Linked DNA regions of Mus musculus: region 2 is linked to region 1. The links are chromatin contacts, called in public Micro-C maps. All regions are on one chromosome and are shown on one strand. The core of a region is the stretch at or near the end of the contact, and the rest is flanking DNA. Distances in the headings are between cores, read along the strand shown. Region 1 holds the start of Usf3 (upstream transcription factor family member 3). Region 2 holds the start of Cfap44 (cilia and flagella associated protein 44).

What was found. A called contact is a pair of places that touch in the nucleus more often than the background predicts.
Region 2: a Micro-C map of embryonic stem cells shows a contact between it and region 1, with 2.8 times the contacts expected there. The contact joins the promoter of Cfap44 here to the promoter of Usf3 in region 1. A contact is called at or near these places in 19 of 39 promoter capture datasets (the 3T3-L1 cell line, 3T3-L1-derived adipocytes, the C10 cell line and 11 more), 4 of 484 Hi-C or Micro-C datasets (the N1E-115 cell line, embryonic stem cells and nephron progenitors), 3 of 115 datasets of contacts at active chromatin or transcription factors (extraembryonic endoderm stem cells, forebrain and memory CD8 T cells) and 4 of 9 other capture datasets (adipose tissue, liver, macrophages and 1 more).

The regions. Positions count from the first base shown.
Region 1 is chr16:44,171,270-44,176,972 of GRCm38.p6, forward strand. Usf3 (upstream transcription factor family member 3) reads left to right here and starts at 2,128. Exons shown (of 8, transcript NM_001029889.2): 1 at 2,128-2,241.
Region 2 is chr16:44,390,628-44,396,330 of GRCm38.p6, forward strand. It overlaps Cfap44 (cilia and flagella associated protein 44), which reads left to right and starts at 4,172. Exons shown (of 35, transcript NM_001033247.1): 1 at 4,172-4,221.

The DNA of each region.
Region 1 (5,703 bases), core at 878-3,377:
GAAATCATGTCAAAAATATTAATAATGATTCAAAACCCTTTAAATTCTGTTTTCTAAATTGTCAAAACTTTGTTTTGCATCTGGATTTGGTGTGCACACTATGAATTCCATCACTCATACTCAGGATGCAGAGGCAGCTGGATCTCTATGAGTTCAAAGCCAGCCTAGTCTACACACTGAGATTCTGTCTCAAACAACAAAATTCCAATATATATATATATAGGGGTTTTTTTTGTTTTGTTTTTTTGTTTTTTGTTTTTTTTGAGACAGGGTTTCTCTGTGCGGTCCTGGCTGTCCTGGAACTCACTCTGTAGACCAGGCTGGCCTAGAACTCAGAAATCTGCCTGCCTCTGCCTCCAAGTGCTGGGATTACAGGCATGTGCCACCACTGCCTGGCCAAATTTTTTTTTTATTTTAAATTAGAATTAATTTATTATAGTTCAGGAAGTTACGTGTAGCCCGGATTTGATATGTGTTACCCATAAAACCTTATATTTATACTGACATCGAAATGATTTCGTGTAGCTGGACATATATTAACATTATAGATTCATGGATGTATTATTAGTATTACTATTACAGATCTGATCCTAAGGTCTCTGCTGCTAGGGACTAGGGAATGACAAACGTATTCAAAAGTTAATTAAAACTCACTAGCAAGCTGGGCGGTGGGTGGTGGTGCAAGCCTTTAATCCCAGCACTTGGGAAGCAGAGGCAGGCGGATTTCTGAGTTCAAGGCCAGCCTGGTCTACAAAGTGAGTTCCAGGACAGCCAGGGCTACACAGAGAACCCTGTCTCGAAAAACAGCAACAACAACAAAAAAACTCACTGGCCTGGCCCAGATGGGACAAGGAAGTGAAAAAGAAATCAAACTGCCTATTAGCACCAAATTTGAAGTAACAGTAAGGGCCTATTTTATCACAGATTTTCAAAGTGCGGAGGAAACATAAAACGGGGTTACTGTTAACCTTTTTCTCAATGCAAGGTCTGTTTCTACTGTACATAGGTTCAAGTAGTATTTCTATTATGCCCTGCGTTCCAGTCCAATTGGCTATATCTGGTTGTGAAAAGCTCATAAATCTTTCACCACCACTAGGTGGAGAATCAGACACCTGTCTCGGGGAGGCGGGCTTGTGAAATGAAACAAAACTAGAAAAAGATAGCTGGATAGTTCAAGAGCTCCAAAGGCACTTTAGAGGACGCTGAGGTCTCCGGTCCTAAATAAGGGTGTCTAGTAGCCTAAATTTAAGGTTCCAATCCCATCCCCCAAAGCCACGCACTCACTTCCTTAGCAGGGGACTGCAGAACCTTTCTGAAAACGGGCTTCGTGCAAATAAAGGACGTCAAGAGTCCACCGTATACGAATTCCTGCAGTCTCCAATATCCAAAGATAGTGCACTGAGGGAAGTCACATAGGACTGGATTTTCCACCTTCATTTACCACCTTCTAACCCTCCAGGCTAAAGGTACTTGTCTATCTTTTGCCACTCTCCTCCTCTTCAGTTTTTTTCATTTCTACGCTTGCATTGAAAGCTGCCATAAGCATAATACAGAACAGGGTGCGAGGAAGTTTCTTAAAAACCTCTTTTTTTTTTTTTTTTTCCTAGCTTCTCAAAGCGTCCCCTTTAAGGAACCAGGCCCACCTCTTTCTCATCCACCTACTGGCTTTCCTTTCTGCCTGTCACTCTACCTTTAAGAATATTTCCTGTTCTTTCAACCCAACTTGCACACCTCCGCCCCCCGGCCTTGGTCATTGGGCCGCCCGAGGCCTGTTCCCTCCTAGCTTTTCCCTCCTTCTCCTCCCGCCCTCCAGCCTAGCGCAGCGGAATCCCGGCTTCTGACTGGCCACGGTGGCAGCCTCCCCAGCACCGGATTGGCCGGCCGGTTGGTCGGGGCGGGAGCGAGGCGCATCCAGGCTAGGCTGTGCGCGTGCCGAGCGGCGGCCGCGGGAGGGGCGGGAGGGGCGGGGGGAGGGGGGCTGGGAAAGTTGAGGCCGTGCTGCCGCCGGGTCTCCGGCCTCGAGGGCTCGGGCTCGCTGCGGCGGCGGTGGCCGCGAGGAGAGGCGGCGGGGGCGGGGGGAGAGGAGGGCCCGGGCCCGCGCTCCCCCAGCCCCGCAGAAGCAGGGGGCGGCCGCGGACCCAGAGGCTCGCCTAGACGGCCAGACACCGCTGCCTTCCGCTCCTGGGACCATGACCCAGGCGGGGGTCGCCGCCGCCGTGGCCCGGAGCGCGTCACCGGCGGGTGAGTGGCCGCGGGAGGGGGCGCTGACAGCCGGGACCGCGGCTGCGGGGGCGGCTCCGGGGGGCGGCCCCGGGCTCAGCTCCACCCACCCCCTCCTAGCCGCGGGAGGTGAGGGCTAGGCTGAGTGCCCCTCGTTCCTGGGGTCCCCAGAACTCCCCACCTATCCCGGGGCGATCGCTCTCTTCACTCCGGCATGCTCGCACCCTGGGTGCCAGGCCTGAGGGAGCTCGCCCTGCTCCCGGTGCGCGCCGGCGGACAGAGGCCCCATGCTGTCCTGGGTGCATAAAGAGCTGGGCAGCCAGGTCCCCACCGGGTGGCCTTTGCTAGCCTCCTTCACCTTTTGCCATCCCTTCCATCTCTTTACTTGTCTTCTGACTTTCCTTCTGATCCACTCGTCAAACTCGCTGCTTGCTTTTGTAACTTTCACCTCTGTGTCGGAGAGTTAGGCTGACGTTTTCTTTTTAGAAGCCCATCTTTTTGCTTCTGAATAGCACTGGTCCATGCGAATGGCATTCTTGTCCGATTTCAAATTTCCTGAACAAGCATGAGGTTTCTGGACGCTTGGCTGAGGTTGGGCATTTTGGGGATAGAGTTCTCTTCTCTCTGTGGGGTCTTTTTTGCTTTTATTGACCTCATCTGTAGATAAGAGACCACAAAAAACTAACTGCCAAAACCAACTAATGTTCAGATAACATTTTACCACTAAGTTGAGTGAATTAACAAACATGATAGGTCTGGCCGACTTTATGGGTAACAGTGGCAGAGTCTTAAAGGAAACTTTGATGAGTAAGTGGACCCTGCAGTAGCTTTTCCCCATGGCCAGTCAGATCTGCTCTTTGCAGGGCCGACAGTTTCCTCGGTGACCTTTTCCTTTCCCTCAGAACACTTGACTTGCTGTATGGATACTATGTTTCCATTTGCTTGGGAAATACACAACGTATTTGTTGCAAACTGAGGAAGATTCATTGAGAAGCCAAGAGTTGTGAATGAAAGCTGTATCAAGAAGCATGCCAAAGGCCAACAGCCACTTGTGACCCAGAATGAACATAAAAGTGGTCCAACCCAAAATTGAAAACATATCCAATCCCTTGAGGGTTTCTTTTTTTCCTTTCTTAATTTCATTGTATGGTTCCAGAGAGTGAACCTTGTAAAGACAAGTTTGTGTCACAATGTCAAAAGGTTGGGCAGTAGTCTAAACATTATGACTTTTGTATAGATTAGCTTTAGTAGTTTGGTGATTGTAGTAGTCTGTGCATTGATGAAATGTAGAACTCTTTTGATACAAAAGCATTTCCATTCAGTGTGGTAAGGGCCACCTAGAATAGTTATTTTCTACCCTAGTCGTCTATAGAACATCACAGAAGTTTTTTTAAAAAAGATTTTACAGTGAGCTAGTTTTGTATGAAACACACACATGTGCGCGCGCACACACACTTGCACATGCACATGCACGCACTGTTTAACTCCAGCTAGAAGAGAAGCTTCCACAGATAGCAAGCTTGGAACCCCTGGCAGTAAAGCCAGGTCTTAATGTTATCTCACGCTGTTCCTTCCTGTGGTCAAGCCCAATGGTTTCTTAACTGGATTGTTTGTTACAGTCACCTTCCCAGACTTTACCTTTGATCTGGAGGGAGGCAGGCTGTGGTATACCTCTTAAAACTCTCCAGGCTATTCTGCTCAGCAGCCAGGGCTGAAAATTACCTTAAGCTTGGTACAATGTCCAGGCTGTTCTGCTTGTATTCCAGGGTTTTCCTTGGCAAGCCTTAAGTTGTGTATTCAACTTTTGCCCCACAACCTTCCATGTGAACCTTTGGACCCCACTCAGATAATGCAATTTAGATCCCTGCTGTTGCTAACTTGGGTGTTTCTCCTCTATATCAAGTAATTGTAGTGACAGATCCCTTAAATATGAAATCTTTGGTATGTAAGTGCACATATACCGTGAGTGTGTGTGTGTGTGTGTGTGTGTGTGATAAAGGATCTCTCGTTGCTCCTAGGCTGACTTTGAATTTGTAGCGATCCTCAGGCTTTTATCTCCCAAGTGCTGGAATTACAGATGTGTGCCCTCATACCTCACACCAAGAATAGTTTTAGATTTTAAAAATTACATTATTGAGAGGGGGGGTGGGTCTGCATTTGCAGTATATAGATGCGGGGTCAGAGGACAACTTGAGAGACAGTTTTCTGCTGTGTGGGATTGGACTCAACTTGGCAGGCTTGGCAGCAAGTACTTGGTGAGCCATCTTACCAAGCCAACAACAAATTTTGTTTTGTTTTGTTTTGTTTTGTTTTTCGAGACAGAGTTTCTCTGTGTATCTTTGGCTGCCCTGGAATTCCATGGGTAGACCAGGCTAGCCTTGATCTCAAAGATCCATCTGCCTCTGCCTTCCAAGTGCTGGGATTAAAGGTGTGTGCCACCACCACCCAGATGAGTCTATTTTTGTTGGTGGTTCTTATATAGTTTCAAGTTTGATTTTTTTTATTAGATATTGTCTTCATTTACATTTCAAATGCTATCCCAAATGTCTCCTATACCCCCTCCCCTGCCCTGCTCCCCTACCCACTTACTACCACTTCCTGGCCCTGGCGTTCCCCTGTACTGAGGCATATAAAGTTTGCTAGACCAAGGGGCCTCTCTTCCCAATGATGGCCAACTAGGGCACCTTCTGCTACATATGTAGCTAGAGACACGAGTTCTGGGGGTACTGGTTAGTTCATATTGTTGTTTCACCTATAGGGTTGCAGATCCCTTCAGCTCTTTGGGTACTTTCTCTAGCTCCTCCATTGGGGGCCCTGTGTTCCATCCAATAGCTGACTGTGAGCATCCACTTCTGTATTTGCCAGGCACTGGCAAAGCCTCACCGGAGACAGGTCAAGTTTGACAACTTTGAATTGGACAATCAGTTTGGGGTTGGGGGAGGGGTTATCCTAGATGAGGCTAATTCTCCCAATGATCATTAGTTGCTGTAATTTTTTTTGTATAGGGATGGGAACATGATGAGATTTTCTTCCTTCCACATTAGCATGTCCATTGAGATCACCATTGTTCTGATCTGGGTTTTGCAGCCATTTCTAAGAGAGACCATTTCACTGCCATCTGCTGATATTCTGGTTCTTATGATCCTTCCTACCCCTCTTCCATGATGTTTCCAGACCACAGATGCAGGAACTGTGGTGGAGATGCACCTGCTGGGGCTGGGCTCCCCATAATCGGTTGATCTCTGCATTGTGTCCTGTTGTGGTGGGGTTTTTTTGGTTTGTTTGTTTGTTTGTTGTTTTGCTTTTGTGATGGTCTCCATTTGCTTTAAAGAGAAGTGTCTTATGAGGGGTGGTAGCTAATCTAGGAAAAGTGGCTCCTATACCTCAGCGTGTTTTTGTGATAAGCTCTCATTGAACTTTCAAACTACATGTTGTTTAAAAAACTCTCTTTGAGCCGGCCATGGTGGCGCACGTCTTTAATCC
Region 2 (5,703 bases), core at 2,922-5,421, 220 kb after region 1:
GTAGCAGTGAATAGTTAATCTGCTCTGAGCTCCCCTGGTTGACCGTACTGGAAGTTCTCTGGATTTGCAAACGAAAGGACACACAACCTTTATATTTTGATATCCCTTAACTAGGTCAATGGATGGGCTAACCTCACTGTGGCTAATACACATTACCTTCCAGTATTCCTGAGTTAACACTTTCTAAATCTACATTTTATCTTTCCTGCCCTGTTTCCTTCTGGGCAGCCCTCCTACAAGGCCACTTTCCCCTTTACCTACATTTTGGCCATCTTATCCTCCTTCATGACGTGGTCTGTCCTATGCCCTCCTCATGGCAGAATCCCCTATTCTCCCCTCTTTGTTTCTTGCCCAGAAATTCTAAAAGTCCCGTCTTTTTCACCCTGCCTAGCCACTGGGCTCTGGCTCCTTATTGGTCAATCAAAAAGCAATTGAGGACAGGGACCCTCAGTGTCTAGACACATAGATTCCCGTGTGATTTGGGGAGCCAAATTAAGGCAAAGCATTACAACCAATCCCCAACACCAGCCCAAGTCTGCAGAAGCAGCAAGAAGCCACGGGTACCTCATGAAAAGTTGTTTGCTGAGTTTCTCTCTATGAAGTCACCACAGGTGAAGCTCAGCGATGCAGTGTAAGACGAACCAATGCATGCATGTCCTCAGCGAAGACTAGCGGGGCCGATGCAAATCAGTGCTCAAGCTCCTACTGTCCATGGGGATATATGTGTGTGTGTGTATGTATTTATGTATATATTCCTTCTAAAGCGTCACATGTGCTTTCATGTGTCTGCTTTAGCAAGACATCCTTTCACCTGTGTGCCCCAACAAAACATCACTTGACATAACCGACTTTCCAAAGAAACTTGAAGTTTCCACTTAAGCACATGTTTTTATGTTTTCCTAATCTTTAATTTTGGCCCCGTCCTCCAACATATACCTTTTAGGTCTTGAAAGTCATTATTTTCAATCTGAATATTTTATTTTTTCCCTCTTAATGCTGTTGTTGCATGCACGGGTGTGCATGTTCTGAATGTTCTACACACACACACACACACACACACACACACACACACACACACACACACACACGAATGGAGGAGAGACTGATTTAACAAGTTAAATCACAAAAAATTGAATTCTGTCAATATTTTAGACCTCTGCTTTTATCTAATCCACTGAGCTGGACTTATATATAAGACCTGGCTTAGAACAGAGCTGATCTCTGGAGTTAGCCGCTTCTTTTCTGTACTTTCCTATATGCTTTGAGGACAATTCTTTCTATGCATATAGATCCTCCCTTGATGTTTTCTGTGTCCCAACTAGTACTTCTATTTATTAGGACAAAAATGCAGAAATAAAACTGTCCAAATGTGGTGCCCTGCCTTAGGCATGTGGTCAAGAACCCAGTCTGCTAGACCCTCCACGGTTTTAGCCTTCATGGCTCATTGTCTCCTGGTTGCGGTCCAGTGCATACAGCTCTAAAGGTCTCACCCACACTGGAAATAGAGTATTGTCAGCAGTGCCTATTTCCTTTCCATTCGTGAAGAAAAACCTTCTCTAGAAGTCTCCAAACTGTAAGGAACTTGGGGGTGGGGTGTGGGTGGTTTAGTAAAACTAGAATCCTAGAAACGAGGACAAAGGAGAATGAACTGAGCTCTCAATTAGCTAGATTATGACTAGGAGAGTCAATGAGTCACTGATGGGAAACGTTCCTGCATGGATGCAAGCGAGGCTTCCTGGGCAGCTGAGCATGATGGGATATGAGCTTGAAGAAGGCACACGGCTGAGGGGTGTGCGCCCTCTAGGGTCAGACCTTGTGAACTGCTACATGTGGAATTGCAGTTGGCTCCGTGGCTTCATGTTCTATAAACTTTGGATATAAATTGGAGACTCCTGGGTAACTGGGGAAATTTCTTGCTCAATGGGGTAGGGAAGAAATGTCTGACCTCAGAGCATTATCTCTGGGTCAAAGGGGAAGATAACGGAGAATAATATTTGCTCTTAACTAGAGGCCACGAAGTTAAATGTCTTATCAAAAGATGTCCAAAACGGGCAATGGTGGCGCATGCCTTTAATCCCAGCTCTTGGGAGGCAGAGGCAGGTGGATTTCTGAGTTCAAGGCCAGCCTGGTCTACAGAGTGAGTTCCAGGACAGCAAGGGCTACACAGAGAAACCCTGCCTTGGAAACAAACAAGCAAACAAACAAACAATAAAATAAAATAAAATAAAAATCACCCTGTTCAGAACCCTGATACTTTTTCCTCGTGAATTAATAGTTATTCATATACCTCCTCAGCCTTAGTGTTGAAATTAATATTGTCTATTTGAAAACTGTATCTGGCTTGTAAAATTACGTGGGCCACCTCTACCTTTTAAATGCTGTAGTTACCATACAATGTATGTACAGTGAAATGCTTAGACCTTAATTTACCAGTCAATTTTAGGATGCATATAAAGTACCAATCCCTCTGACCTTGTATGTCCATCTCTGTCAGCCCTACCACCTGTACACCAGCAGGAAACACTATACATGTGGTTCCTGTCCCCAAAGATTATTTTGGAATTTCATATAAATGGAGTCATTCAGAAAATACAGTAATGCCCGAAATTAACCTGTAAGCCCCACCTGCCCAAGGACCAGGTAACTTCCTGGAATGCTGGGAGTTGTGGTTCTTGGAATATAATAAAAACCTCATGACACAGTACTGTGGCCTATGGGGTTGTCCTATAAACCCCTGCAATAGATGTCTCAGAGCCACTCAGCTGGGAAGTTCCAGGGAGTGGTCCTGACCAAAGTCCATCTCTTGGTCAGTATTTAATATTTAATAAAGCTTGCTTCAAGTTTGGCCTAAAATGGTGCAATTGGTTTTTTCCTGTTAAATCTCAGGATTAACAACAGTATCTTTATTTTGGCTTCTCACATTCAACATGATTTTGAGATTGACCCACGTTATGTGTGTCAATTGATAAACCTTTGTATTCTGTATTAGTATTTGATTGTATGACTGTGCCATAATTTTGTACTTAAGTGTCCCGATACCAAATGCCTGGACTTGTTTCCAACTTTAACCTGTTACAAATAAACATACTATGAAGGAGATTAAATATTTCATTTGTCTTAGATGCAAAACTAGAGATGAATTACTGCCTTACATAAGAATGCATGATTAAATTTCAAGAAATTAAGTGGTTTTCTGACATCCCATTTATACTCTCACTAGTCACACATACCTTCTCTTGTTACTACTAATCCTATCTAGTATTTGGTCAGTCTTTTTTTTCTTTCTCGGTGGCTGAGTTGTTGCATCTTAATTTGTATTTCATCCCTGATAGTGATGCCTTACCTATTTGGTCTGTTCATTGGTATTTGTATGCCTTCTTTCATAAAGTAGCTTCAAAACTTTTTGTTCAGTTTTTGTTGGGTTATTTGCCTTTTTATTAAAGGCATGAGCCGGGCGATGGTGGTGCACGCCTTTAATCCCATTACTTGGGAGGCAGAGGCAGGCGAATTTCTGAGTTCGAGGCCAGCCTGGTCTACAGAGTGAGTCCCAGGACAGCAAGGGCTACACAGAGAAACCCTGCCTTGAAAAACAAAAACAAAAACAAAAACAAAAACAACAAAACAAAACAGGAATGAGCTCGTCATATATTTTATATACAAGTCCTTTGTCCAATACATACCTTGCAGATTAAAAACAAAAACCCAAAATTAATCCTCTTGCTGCTGCCCACCTCCTACAGCAAGAATTCACAACACAACCCTTATTTACTTTTTAAAAAACACAGGTAAGCTTTAGAAAATACTCGTCTTCGATGTTGATGTATCTGGAAGCTGCCTTCTGCAGCCAAGACCACACCATTTTAAGTTTTGTTTTTAATTGGCAAATAATTGCCTTAGGACCCTTTGGCCGGTTTGGAAAGTTGGGCAAGTACCCAAATACTCTGTCATCTGGTTCATAAATTGTTGGAATGCTGGGCTTCTGTTTCCTGAGGGTGGGGGGTGTCGCAGTAGCTTCTTCCCCAGGGCACACGGACGACTCTGTGGCAACACCTCAGTTTAGGCAAAAACCTTGGGGGATGCTGCGCATGCGCCTAATAGCCTGCTGTTCCCCTCCCCCAACATCACTACCAGCAGGCGGAGGGACGTTGCTATGGCAACCGCAGTAAACGGAGTCCTTGGGCGGGTGTGACTAGAAACCAGCTGCTGTAGCGAACACCTCCGGTAAGTGGGCTCTTAGCCTGGGCCGGGCTGTCCCCATAAGTCTCCCTTAAATCTGGTAGCGACTCAGAGAGCAGTGAACTCCACCTTCTAGGTGGAACTAGTATGGTCCAATTTCTCTGGAACACTTCCCCGGTCCTCCTGTGGTAATTCAACGCAAACATCAGAAGCAACCAGTGCGGGTTAGACATGCACAGCTCCAGCCTGCAGGGAACTGGTGATGCAGGTTAAGAAGCAACCAGGTAGCCAGAGAAGTTAGGTCACCACAGAGGGAAGAAGAAAGCCTGCTGGAAATGTGCCTGGGTCAACAAAGCCACCCCTGCCCACCCTTAGCTGTGAGCCTTCTCAGTGGGCCCTTCTACACTATTTTCCTTATCTGGGGGGGGGGGGGGAATGGCTGTGTTTGCCTCCTAGGGTTCTTGTTAAGATTTAAATGCAGGCCAAGTGTCTCAGGAGTGCAGCTGAACGCTGGTAATAGGCAAAGGCGGTAGGGAGCGAGTGTACAGGGTATTCGTTAGTCATGAGTAGTCTTACTTGCCTGCTTAGTAAGACACCAGAGAAAAGGGGCCAAAGGGGAGTAGGAACAGAGTGGGTGTGAGATGCAGCAGCGATCTGCAACCTCACCACGAAGGGCTTTTGCACCGTGATGAGGGTTTGTATTGCATTCTTCTGTGATGGCAACAGAGTCAGTCACTCGATGACGAAGCTGTAACATAGTGGTGCTCTGGTAGCTCTCTCAGGAATACAAAGGGCAAGGCAGAAAACAGATTAAAAGATTGGCAAGGTGGCTCGATGGGTTAAGGCACTCGCCACCAAGCCGGACAACCTGAGTCCCATCCCTGTCACCTGCATGGCGGAAGGAAAGAATGTCCACAAATTTGTCTTGTGACCTCCACACATGTACCCACCTACCCACAAAGAAGATATAAATAAATGTAACGAAAAGCTGAAAATTTAAAGGTTTTGTTTACTCTTGTTTTATGTGTACGAGTCTTTGTCTGAATGTATATCCGTGTACCACATGTGTGCAGTGCTCACAGAGGCTATAAGAAAGTATTGACTGCTCTAGGACTGGAGTAAAGATGGTTTTGAGCTGCCACAGGAGTGCTGGAAACTTGACCCTGGTACTCTGGAATAACAGCCAGTGCTCTTAACTGCTGGGGTATCTCTCCTCTCCAGCTCCCATGAAAAGAAAATTTAAAGATAAAATGGATTAGAGAAACAGAGTAGGAGCAGAGGGTATCTGCAGTGACAGGGACAGTGAGCCTGGTACTTAAAGAGGTGAGGACAAGGGTGAAAGCATAAGTCTTCATAGCTGGCCATTTGGCAACGCGTCTTGGAAATAGATTGCATGAGGTGGGTGATAGGGAAGGACGAAATATCTAACTGCTCTTCTTTCTCACTTGCAAAATTGTGATATTAGCATCTGCCTTGTATTTTAAAAGCAAGTGAGATCATGTGTGCAGAGAATTTTAGACTTGTGTT